Linked DNA regions of Anser cygnoides: region 2 is linked to region 1. Evidence: chromatin contacts called from public Hi-C data. All regions are on one chromosome and are shown on one strand. Each heading gives the region's core, a stretch centred on a gene start, on an enhancer-like site or on the middle of the called end of the contact. The rest is flanking DNA. Distances are from core to core; before and after follow the strand shown.

Region 1 (6,245 bases), core at 2,533-5,032:
CTTCCTTCCCTCCTCCCTCCCTCCCTCCCTTCCTTCCTTCCTTCCTTCTTTCCTTCTTTCTTCTGGGGGGAGAGGGGTGGGATTCAAAAAGGAAAACTTAGGCTAAAACTGAAGGAGAAGAAAAAAAAAACACACCACAACTGTGGCAAAAATTCCAGAGCCAAAACATTTAATCTTGGAATTGCTGTGATGATGCCTTATGGAAATAGTTCAGTTGCTTTCAAATTTATTTATTTTTCCTTTATTCAGAACCCTTTCTTTGGCTACTTCTTCCAAAATCACTGTGGTTTTATTCATGGAATAGAAACATGGTCGATCATGAGACGTGTAATGCACCACAGAGGGAGGCCCATAATGAATAGAGATGTAATGCAAACACTCCCAGGAAGGATTGTAGCAACACATTCAAATAGAAACATTTTGGCCCATAGCTTTCTTGTTCTTTCTCAGCCCTATTAATTTTTAGATTCCTTGCATTGGGATGGGATATAAGTCTAAGAAAAAGGCATTAATGTCTCCCCATAAAGAAGGAAAATGGCACTATAGGAAGACACATCTCATATAATGATAAATCTTTCCCACTCTTGTAAGAATAGCTGTTGATAGTACTCCATCTCCTCCCCTTTTTGGTGGGTACAGGGTACATACTGCTTATATTAAGAGACAACAAACCACAAAGTTGTTCTTGTCCTTACGGAAAGTACTTCCTCTCCTTTTGATTGTTGAAAATGTAGCAGAACTGATGTGCTTTCAGATCTTTTGTACCATTTTGAAGGCTAGGGTATCTTAAAGGGTCATTATAAAGAGTTTTGCAAAGGAATTATACCATGTGGCTCAGGGAGATGAGCTCAGTCACAGCCCAGAGACTCCCACCAGTCTGCTGTATTTATGTACAGATATACTGTATTTGTAGTTTGAGCCAAATAAGTAAGCTCTTCACAAACAAGGTATTGACCAACTGGAAGACAAGGATTAAAAAACAAACAAACAAACAAAAAAAAAACCCAACCACACAAGAAAAAGGCTACTCTGTAACTTTGTCAAGAAGGGGTGAAACACCTCTGAAACTGTTAAAAAAATATCTTCTTAGGTCTCATCCACAGGCACCATAATGGCCCTGAGCCCCAAACCATATGCCTCTGGATAATAGGCCTCCCAGGCTCCCACAGTGTATCCCACAATGAACCAAGTGTTTGGTAAATACTGGATGGCTGTAAGATGACTCAGCCCTAGCTAAGACGTGTAGGTCCTCTTTGAACTAGCATTTCTCAACTTCTCTGGGAGCTTTTGGTCTTATGAAGCTCTAAGATTGACTGTCCTAAATGCCTAGCACAAAAGGGTTACCCATTTTCAGTAGTATCATCTGTGACAAACACGTTTCTGCTGAGAGTTTTATGTCTTTGTACCAAAAGAAGTTCTGTACTTTACTGCTTCTCCACATGCCCTTCATTTCATTCTCCTCTGAAAATAGCGTAATGGGATGTACAGCAGAAATATTCAGTCCTTTATCTGAAAGCTGCTCCTAAACCAAGATCTCCTAAACCAAAATGTCCTTTCCTTTCTCTCTCTCTCTCTCTCTCTTTTTTTTTTTTTTTTTTTCTTCTTCTTTCCTTTTAGTTCTGGTCATGTCAGAATATTCCTGGGCTTTGTGCCATAAACTTGATGGAGTGGTAATTTGTTTGTCTAATGTCTTTATTCTTTACAGGTCTCCCTTGACGGTTGAACATGTCTCACAAAGCATCATTCCATGCTGTTCTTAAAAATACTTCTTGACAAAGGGATTCATTTCAACTATGTTGCATCGTATTTTGAGTTTGGAGGGAAAAAGTTGTGTTTCTCCGCACAGCAGCTCTGTTCTTTCTGAATAGCATAACAAATATTTAAGTATAGCTATGAACTTGGGCCTATGTAAGTTTATGCACCCTATCAATCTAAGAAATTTCTCTCATATACAAGAAAGGCTGCTGCAACCAGTGTACAACTTTCTGGGAGTCAGAAGAAGGACTGTTTGCCTTCCTGGCCCTATGAACCCCGCAGGAAAGCTTTCAGGTGGTTGACTACCACAGGATGCACAGCACATGACGGGATGTGAGGAGATGAGAGGTTGCCTAGGGAGCAGTTTGCAGTGGCTACTCCCGCCACTGCATTTCAGGATAAGATTAAGCACAGCTGGGCTGCACATGGAGCTGGGACACATGCTGGTTTCAGCACAGCTGGGGACTAGCATTGCCCAGCCGTGCCTGCTTGGGAGAGGACGACACGGCAGGCATGGCAGCAGCAGCTGCCCATTGCTGACTTGGAGGTAGGCTGCTGCCCTGCAGAAAGCTTTTTTTCTTTAACTCTGCTTGGGTGAGTTTTTAGCAAGTGTTCGGGAGGGCTTTTTCGAACCCTACAAGCCATACTGCAGGAGGAAGAATACTTTGCTGGCAGGCTGTGGGCCTGTATGTAGAGCAAACGTTAACCGTGCACTGTTACCTTTTACTGTTTTACAGATCTGAAGGCAGGTTGCTTCTTCCCTATGGCCTCAACAGGTAACGCTCAAAATGCACGTTCAAAGCAGACACTTGTGTCAAAGCCTGCCTGCCTTGGCACAGGACAAAGCTGGTTTAATATTAGTGGTTAGAAATTAACCTTTGAGTCAAGAAAACTATATTTTTAGGAATTCACATTGTCTTTCAAAGGAAGCTCAGATGGTAATCTAATGAGTCTGACCCCAGAAGGTATGATTTTCCTAGTCATTCACTGATTTGTGAGAACTGAGGGGTGTGTGTAGGCATCTTGAATCAGGACCAAAACTTCTTTGCAAGGAGAAGCCTTAATGACCTGTATTTGATGGAATTAGAGTATAATTAAAGTTGCCTGATGACTTCTTGGTCATTAGTGCTAACAGCACTCATTTCAGCTTCAGGTAACTAGCTCACCTCTTATTGAAAATGCATATATATATATATGTTTATTTTCAAGTTAAATACCCACAAAACTTCAGGTTTTAGAAACTTTATTCGTAGCGCTGTCAGTGTTTATGGTTTAGTGCTGCAGTTTCATATTCCATTTGCAAATGCTGACAAAGAGTATTTGCTCAAAATTATTTATATATTTTCTATTGTCTAGTGTGTGTCGGGATGTATTTTTGGGCCCCTCGCTACAAGAAGGACATGGAGGTCCTAGAGTGTATCCGAAGAAGAGCAACAAAGCTGGTGAAGGGTCTAGAGAAGTCTTATGAGGAGTGGCTGAAGGAGCTGGGGTTGTTTAGCCCAGTGAAAAAGAGGTTGAGAGGAGACCTTTTTGCTCTCTACAACAACCTCAAAGGAGGCCATATTGGGGTGGGGGTCAGTCTCCGCTCCCAAGCAACAAGTGATAGGACAAAAGGAAATGGCCTCAGGTTGTGCCAGGGGAGGTTTCGGTTGGATATTAGGAAACATTTCTTCGCTGAAAGGATTGCGGGACACTGGAACAGGCTGCCCAGGGAAGTGGTGGAGTCACCATCCCTGGAAGTATTCAAAAGATGTTTAGATGTGTTGCTTAGGGATGTGGTTTAGTGGTAGCCTAGGCAGTGCTAGGTTAATGGTTGGACCAGATGATCTTAGAGGTCTTTTCCAACCTAAATGATTCTGTGGCATTTAGGAAGATGGGCTCTTTCATATATAAGGCTGGGGGCATGCTGCTCCCCAGGCTGCACAGGTTACAGGCGTCCCTCTCCTGGGGCTGTGGGCTCCTCTCGCTCTTCTGTCTCCCGTGTGTGACTGCTACGTGGGCTCCCTTGTGGTGTCACTAGTGGTGCGGAGCACCCTTTATGACGGGCCATGCTCCGTTAGGTGCAGTTGGTAGCGGCAGCTGGGGCCCCCCAACAGCCTGTCCCTTGGGGCAAAAGAGCACGGGAGCGCGAAGAGAGCTGAAGAGGAGTTTCCATTTGGTAATTAACGAGTTTGAAGGTGCACTACCAGCGGGAGGGGACCGGGCGGCAGCGCCCGGGGCCCAGCGGGGCAGCGCTGAGGGCGCTGACTCGGAGGCCCAGCCTCCCCCCAGCCCAGTCTCCGCGTCTTTCCCGGCCGTGGCCGGGCCGGGCCTCGCTTCCTTCCCTCCTCCTTCCCTCCTCCCTCCGTCCCGGCGGCGCTGGGCGCCGGGAGGAGGCGCCTGCCGCTAACAAAAGTCGTCGTCGGCGCTGCCCGTCCTCCCTCCGTCCCTCCCCGGCAGCAACAAGTGGCTGGCGGCGGCTTCCCGGGGGAGGCAGCCGGGCTGCGAGGCGGAGGAGGAGGAGGAGCGGAGCCGACCGAGGCCGGAGGAGCCCCCGCGCACGGCGGCGGGGCCCCGTGGATTACAACTGGAGCCGGCCGGGAGCTGGGGGGCGCCGGGCGGCGCCGCGCCCCTGCCCTTGCCCGCGGTGGCCATGGTGCGCGGCGGGCAGCGGCGGCAGCAGGCCGGCGGCGGCGGCGGGGGTGGCGGCGGGCATGAAGCCGGCGGGATGGGCGCCAGCAACGGCAAGCAGTACGGCAGCGAGGGTGAGCCGCGGGGAGGGGGCTGGGGGGCGCGGGGGGAGGGTGTCGGGGGGGTGTTTGTTGCCGAAAAGCCGCCTTTTGTGAGGGCTTGCGACCCGCCCGCGGAGCGCTGGGCTGCTGTGTGGCTGCTTCCTGTCTGAGCAGAGGGGAGAGAAAAGGGGAAAAGGAGCCCCGGGCGGCAGGGGAGGGGGAGTTAATGCGCTCCAGCTGCTAGCCGAGCCTGGTCCTCCCGCGATTCCGCCGGGTTTGGTGCTCGGTACGCGGGGCCTAACCCGTCCTGCCGGGGGGAGGGAGCCCCTCGGTCTGGCTGGAGTTGCAGGGGGATGGGTCTCGGCCGATGGCGGAGAAAAAGGGGCCAGCGAAGGCGGCAGACCCACAGCGAGCACGGGGGGTGCCTCCTCTGTCCCCCGCGCCCAAAGCTTCCTTCAGCCCCCAGCCGTCGTTTGCACGCCTCACCCGACAGCATCCATGGGACCGTGTGGGGCACGCGTCCTGCCCGCGCCGTGCTCGGGGCCACTGCCTGTCCTGCCCTTGCTGTGCTCCTACCGTTGTGTGGGGTCACCACACGTCCCCCCTTTTTGTGAGGGTGGAGTGAGGGAGGCGGCCCTGCGACCTGCTGGATTCTCCGGGGGTCCGGAAGGCAACTGCCAAAGAATACACCTCTCTCACATCCAAAGTATGCGGGGAGGTTGTGGAAAAGGAAAGGAAAACCACCGCTTCTCCAACAGATTCTGCGGTTCCTTTCATTTGGTGCCAAATGAGCTCTGCTTTCGGAAGAGCTGAAGGATTCAGGAGCTTCAAGCTCAAGACATTCTCCTTGTTGCAGGGTTTGGCTCACTTGATGCCGTCGTGAGAATAACCTCTGTGTAAATGGGGTCAGCCTGGAAGCTGCGATCAAAGCCTCTTTGGACTGCTCCTGAAAGGGGAAATCCTAGGTTGTCCCTGGAGTTGAGTCAGTGTCTTGCAGTTCTTGGTTCTGTGCAGAAGTCATTGCTGAGGGGTTTTGGCACGATGACAGGAAGGCACGGCTGTGTCCCTGAGCTTTCTCGTGGATCCATAGGAATGCTTGCTTCAAAATATTACGGATTGAAGTGATGGGTTAGGGGTTATCTTCTGCAGCCCTGAGTGAAGTGGAAGAGAGCTTTAATGTTCTCAGAGAGCCTAGTAGTAACTGCAGGGAGGAGGCAGATCGGTGCGACTGGGATGTTCTTAGATAATTCACCTCTTCCCTCCATTCAGAGTGGAGTGGAGGTCAGCTCCTGGGAAGGCAGGCAGCTCCTGGCACATGTGACAAAGTTGTTTATGCAGCACAGACCATTACCTGAGTTGAAAAATAGAAGGCAGTATATTGGTTTAAAACCAACCAACTGAAAACAAACAAACAAAAAAAAAACCACACAAAACCCACAAACCACCACAAACAAAACTGTGGCCCATACTTTGGTTTTTCAATTCAGGTCTCTTGTTCCATCCATCAGCTTCTGTACAGCATCAATCACAGTGAAACTTACAGATGCTCTTGATCACCGCTTTCTTACTCTTGATCACTGCTATCTTTCGGGGTGATGGGGAGGAGAGCAAATCTAAATCTGATAAAAGGAAGCTTTTTTTTTAATAAGGTACTCTGTATTCCTAGCTGGGGCTTTTGGTACCTTTAGCAACTGAACTGCCCAATTGCCATAAAAATTGCTTTTAACAGGATGTGATTGCGATCCTCAGTGGAAGGGTAGCACTGTCCTTACATCCTGT
Region 2 (6,413 bases), core at 971-3,470, 120 kb after region 1:
CAGCTGAAAATCTGCACAGTGACTGCTGCTGCACGCCCAGCAGGCTCTAATTAGATCCTAACCAGCCAGAAACACTTCTAGAAAAGTCTCTCTGTCTCTGGAATGATACTTCTGCCTTGGCTTGTGAAGTAATTTTGTTATGTGGGTATCCTTTGCAGTGACTAGGTGACCTGGACACTGGCCATTGTAAGCTGAACCTACTTCGGAGGTGCCAAGCAGGGCAGGGGCTGCGTTTTGCAACCTGGGGAGTAAACTGCTCCGTGTCTCAGCCTCCTTCATATTCAGCCACATAAAGTGAGGATAAATATTAAAAATAAAAGTGTCAAACATTCTGGCTTTAGGTCAGTGTTCTCATTTCTCCTAAGAATATTTGCAGTAAGAATAATTAATCATTTAAGCAGTCAAAACTGACAGCTGTTGTTTGATGGAGGAAATCACACAAGGAAAGAAAAATTGGCAAGAGGTTGTGGGAATACTGAAGTGGCCTTCTGCATTGTTCAAAGTGACAATTTTGTTCATTGTTTCCCTTGGACCCTCCTTTATCTTCTCACTAGTCAGCTGGTTAGCTTTGTGCCTGCAGGGTTTCAGAAAGGTTGGGACACGGGGCTGCGCGATGATCACACAATTGTGCGCTGGGCTTCGGCTCCTGTATTCTTGCTGTAGAACAAAAAGGCTATTGTTTCCAGCTTAATAATAAAGCAGGAAAAAATCACAAAGGTCTTTCCTCTAGATAGAAGGTTGGCTTAGCTGCAAGCGGGAGAGAGCTATGAAGAGTTTGTTCTGGAAATGGCTTCACCAGTTTGCATTTTCATTTCACTGTCTTTTACCGATGCCTAGAGAATGTACTCCATGATACAACTGCAAAGTCAGGTAGGATAGATTTCTGACTGTGAGCTGATGTTATGACTAGTGTAGCACTGGGAACTTATTATTATTATTATTATTTTTTTTTTTTTCAGGCTTAGATTTTTTAGAATTTTTAAATCCTAGTGCGAGGAGCAACCAGACCTTCCTTGTGTGTACGCTCTCCTGTCTGACTGAGGAGGCTTCAGACACTTGGTAGGAGCAGCATACCTCAGTAAGAAAATACTTAGGGACCTGCTGAGGTATAACAAGTAGTACATAATAGACCTTTCTGGGAGACATGTTCTGCTGAAGTATACTAAGGTATGGAGCCACTTCTAGGAAAATCCACTCCTGAAAAGTAATGATATAATAAAATACCTCAAATGTCATATATAACTTTTGATGGGTCAGCAAAGTTCTGAAAAGAGTGGCTGGACCCTATTTTTTCATTTGCTGTCAGACTTACACTCTCCTTCTTTCCCCCAGTCTGTTTCAGAGGGGCCCTATGACAGGCTTGAGTAGTGGAGAGGTGTCATTTGTGGCATGACAGCTTCTAGGGGTCACCTCCAGACTGTGGGATGTGGCTCCACTTGGAGGAGGAGAAGACAGATGCAGGAATTTTCTACTCTGTTAGACTGACAAAGGCAAGACATTAATATTTCTGGTTGCATAATTCTTTTTTTTTTTTTTTTTTTTTTGTGTGTGGACTAATGAACCTTGCCAGCAGTAGTGCTGAGCTGGCCTTTAGTTTCCTTTGATAGCATTTACCAGGAGACTGCTTAGGATTTGTGACTGATGCTGCTGCCACAAAAAGACACTTTGTCCATAACATGCTCTTATTCCAGTGGGAATTCAATATGGTTTAGCTGACTTAAGAAGGCACCTTACTTCTTGCTCTGTGTGTTTTACTGGAGAAGTTCTTGTGCTTTCACTTTAACTTTGATCTAGTCCTGGGCCAGAACAGGGTGCTATTTTGTTCTTCTTACACCAACAGGAATTCCCAACCATTTTTACCTTTAAGAGTTTGTAACCAATCCTGTACGGGTTGACCACACTGAAACAAAAAGACCATGCTTAAACTAAGAGTTTATTGCTTGTAAAATGACAATCAAAGGAAGCCACCAAACTTGAAGAGCTGCTGTATACTTTGAGTATTGCCGTGGAAATCTTCTCCAGTTTTGGGTTGATTAGTCTCTATTGTGAGAAAGCAGCATTTTCTTTCTACTGTTCACGCAGTAAGTGTTTTAATAAACAGTTGTGTGATTAAAGGCTCTGGAGGTGAACACTAATGACTGAAAAACCTCGTGGCTTCACTGTATGTATGCATGTAACAAAACATGTTTATTGATGGATAGTTTCAAATTGCTAGACAAACAGTTGTTTCACAGTGAAAAAGTGAAGCAAGCAGTCAAACAAAAACCCTGCTGTCATTTGGCAGCACTATCGTGAGCAAAACCTGTAGTTATGTTAGAGACCACTAATGTTTGGTATGCTGTTGGCAAACTGTGAGTTTTATTTGTGATGGCAGATCCCCAACTGTCTGTGTGCTGCAGCAACAGTTGTAGCCAAAATTCACAAACACACTTCTGCCTTAAAGCACTTTCCCTCTTTTTATATATGGACAGTTTAGGGTAGGAGCTGTTGGGTTTATGCCTCTTCTTGTCCTGTCATATTCTCTTCCTAGCTCAGTTTATAATTCCCTGGACTTTTGTGTGCAAATAACAGACATTGAAACTGCTGCATTGTTTTAGTCTTAATCAAGTGTTGTTGTTTTTATTTTGGGGCCAGGTTTTTTTTTTTTTATGTGTTTTCCCAGCATCTCTGCTCTTTTGGAAGGTTTTTAAGAGCCATTAGTGACCTGTGATAGCAGCAGTTCTGTAAAATGCTGACCGCAATTTCACTTTTTTTTCTTTTTGCATTTCTAAGGTAGCTGGAGTCTTGAAGGTCACGCAAACAGCAGTGGAACTTTGAAAGTGTTAAAACTGAAATTCTATAATTATCTTCCTTAGATGGTAGAAAATAAAATCCTGTTGTATATTTTATAGTTTTATTTCATAGGCTATAACGGGCAAAGACCCCAATTCTGGTAAACTTACTTAAATGCAGTAGTAGTAGGTGTTTTTGTCTCTCCTTGTACTTGAAAGGAACTGTGTATCAGGAACTGAGTACAAACATCAGTGTGGTCTCCAGTCCTAACCTGAAGTTTGTCCAAGGAAAAGAAAATCCCAGTTTCTCCAAACTGTTTTTATGGGATCTATACTTCAGTCAAGCTCTGAGAAATTAAGTGGCTAGTTCAGTTTCCACCTTATCTGTACAAATTTGTGTTTTTTCACATCGTTGTGACTCGAGTCAAACAAAATTAGGTATTTCTGGCTTCTGCTTCTGTGTTGTAATTGTGGTCAGAACGCAAGAAAATCCTGGGAGTGGCAAGCCTGCGAAGACAAATGCTGCCAAGTTCCTCGCAGCCTTGATTTGAGCTGCATGTGTACGCTGGTGATTGAGATAAGTACAAGCTGTGCTATGATGCTCATAGGAGAGGAGGGAGGTGCTGCTTTGAGCATGTAACACTTTCTGGTTGCAGGATTCTTTTTTCATGACTTTTTCCATGGAAAATTCTGGTTTAGGAGAGAAGGCAAACATAATCAGAAGCGTGTACTATAGGAAGGGAAAAAAACAGTCTCATTGTCAATAATCATACGCTGAAGATCACGGGAAGCAGTTGCATGTAGAAATCCTTCCCTAGGTGCTGTTCTCAAGTTGACAGTCATCTTTTGAATCTAGTGTCTCGCAGTGTGTTGTGTAAAGTAGCATCTTACTAGATATCAGTTGGCCACCTCATGTGTCTATTTATCGAAGCACTTTACACCATCCCTTAACCATATAGCTCCAATGCAGTGTTCCCAGTTAGTCATCCCCATCTCGCTTCATCGCATCTTGGCTTAAACAGGAGAAATTCTCTGGGGGCACAGCGTGTGTGTTTACCTATTGCACTGAGAAGAGGTGCCACGTAAATACCTGACTCAGGAGGTGGGTATGGCTGGGGATAGCTTAGAGGGCAGAGGAGACTTTCAGCGAAGGAGTTTTTTCTATTTGATTGCTGTGTTTGAGTGGGATCAGAAGGTATTAAGAGCTCTCCTGAAAAATGTCATCTTCAAATTAGTAAGGTGTAGCTTGATTTCTCTAGCCAGCTGGTCATTTTTGGTTTGCAGACTGAAACTGCTGCAGATAATCATTTGTGGCTTTAGAAAGCAGTGGTCCTCCAAAAAGAATTGAAAATCGCTGGGCTGAACTCCCAGCGCTTCCAGGCTACTGTGGGGTAGCTGGTGGTGGAGAGGCAGATCTTGACCGAGCAGGCTTCCAGCAGCCAGGCTTTGTGGTTTTAGCTCAGGTAGCAGAAACTGGTGTTCAAACAGAGTAGCGGTGCTTCACGTAGCCTTATCTTTCATCAGATCAGGACGGACTTGTTGCCATTTTAACAAATTCATTTAGGACTTACTGTTTTGTTATTTAATGCAGACTTGGCAAAGCATCAGACAAAATGGTCCTTCTGTTCTCCCTAGACTATTGTCCTTTCCCTCTAATCTTCCCCAAAGTCTGTCGCAGGATCCCACTTCTATTTTGCTTCTTCTGTCATTCTTTTCTCAAAAACCAAACCAACCAAACAAAAAACCCCTGACCACTAGCTCACCACATCTGATTATTTTGTGGGCATGGTATTCTGTTACACTGCTGCATTCCCTGAGACGGAATCACTTTGGAAAATGCACGTGGTTTAATCATCCACTTTTTTCATGACTATTTGATCTTAGATAACAGTAAAGTGTATTTATGGGACTATAATTTGCACCAGTGTGTACTCTTATGTAGAAAAGCTGTGTGTACTCTTTCACTGCTGCTGGATGTGCCCTTTCCATTCCTAAAGCCTCATAGAGTCTTCTGCCCACCTCTCATGGGTCTAGGATGCACCCTGTCCTCCTTGGCATTCATGGCCACTGCAGCTACTTACCCCATTGTGTGCATGAAGAGAAGTAGATGCAAGATAACCCTTAGAAGGGAAAAAACTGTAATTAACAGCTCTGAGCAGTTTTCAGCTGAGGAATATCTTTCTTTGCTCCATGGAAACAGCATTCCTCACTAACTCCATTATATCTGCAGACTTGTTGAGCTCTTTGAAAGGTCCAAGCTTGTGAGGTGCTTGTTGCTGTGAATTGGTATTGAAGTCATGGCAAGTTACAGCAGGTGTTACTTGCTTGCAGGAGGCATTAGGGATCCTAGTCAACGAGGGCAGGAAATGTTGGTGTGTTTATTAAGTTAGTTAACAGTTTTCATATAACTATAGCATGTTAAATGCAAGTTTTAAGCAAAGTGGGAGATGGATTAATTGTTCTCTAATCAGAAGTCTGTTATGGGAGGGAGGAAGGAAAAAGGCTCTTCTGTTGATTGAGTAGCAGCAAGATATGTTCTTAGCATAACTTGTTATAAAAGTGTGGTAGTTAGATCTTGCAGATCATAGAAGTTAAGGCCACAAAGGTCAGATCCTGTATTTTTTCTGTGAGAGTGGAAATATGGTTGTATCTCTTTCCCAGCTGTACATACAGCTTGCTAAATCATGTTAGCTAAATGTACATTGTTTACTGAGTTTACGTTGTTGAGTTTATCAACTTAGCACTGCTTAAACTCAGTAAATGAGTTTATCAATATATTTTAAGTGGCAGCTTCTAGCAGGTAGGATGGAAGTAAATGGAGAAATAAAATGGGTTTGTGGTGAAGAATATGGACTTTATGCAGTGTTACGTGAGTGGGAGTGATTAGGTGAGTTTTGAGCATTGGTGGCAAAATTTGTGGGGAGTTCTCAGCCTTCTCTCAAACTTCACAAAGTGCATAATACATCTGCTCCTAAATGAGTTCTCCAATGTGCTCAAAACTTAAGGTCTCTGGGAAGTTTGGGCTGTGTTTAAGCTTGGCCCAGGTCTTCCTACAGAGTTACAAAGATGTAGGGTTTTGGTTTTTGTTTGTTTTTAATTTTTGTTTTCTTTTTTTCTTAAGCTCTGAGTAAGAAAGCTTCCATGAACATACTGATTGACAGAGGAGTCAGGTGATTGACACAGATCTGTTTATAGCAGGCAGTGAGTTAAGCTGCTTGTAAATAGTGTTCCCATTGCCCTCTTCTGTCTGTGGTGGCAGAGATTGACAGAGCTAATGAATTCAAAGGCATCTGTGTAATCCAGTTTCATACTGCTAGAATCCATGTTCCCCTGTTCCTGTTTTTCTAGGGATTTTTTTAAACTGTGTATACATGTATGTATGTTTAAAATAAACACTACCTACATGCACACTGTATATGTTTAATTGCTCGTGCTTTCAAAATTCACTAGGACTTGTCAGTGATACACTGTGGAACTGGAGAGGGAAGAGAGCATATGGTTTGCACCGAAATGCCTCTTGCCTTCTGGATGAGCTTACCAAATACAAGATTTAGATGGAGAGTTACAGTGCTTGATCCTAAAGGTTAGCACAAAGGCATGGCCATAGGTAAACCGAAACATCTTTATTCTAAGAGAGTGTCT

What was found. Hi-C and Micro-C count contacts between places; a contact is called where the count stands out from the background.
Region 2: a Hi-C map of liver shows a contact between it and region 1, with 2.1 times the contacts expected there. The contact joins the enhancer-like site here to the promoter of FBXL7 in region 1. A contact is called at or near these places in 3 of 7 Hi-C or Micro-C datasets (granulosa cells and liver).

The regions. Positions count from the first base shown.
Region 1 is chr2:74,138,670-74,144,914 of Taihu_goose_T2T_genome, forward strand. It overlaps FBXL7 (F-box and leucine rich repeat protein 7), which reads left to right and starts at 3,783. Exons shown (of 4, transcript XM_013179283.3): 1 at 3,783-3,913.
Region 2 is chr2:74,261,896-74,268,308 of Taihu_goose_T2T_genome, forward strand. The region is part of intron 2 of FBXL7 (F-box and leucine rich repeat protein 7); the gene reads left to right. Among named protein-coding and RNA genes, the nearest start is that of FBXL7, 120 kb to the left of the region's middle. Within about 2 kb of position 2,221, at least 1 of the 3 cell types and tissues checked has open chromatin away from gene starts, as enhancers often do. A contact at or near this core is called in liver, where this site is marked.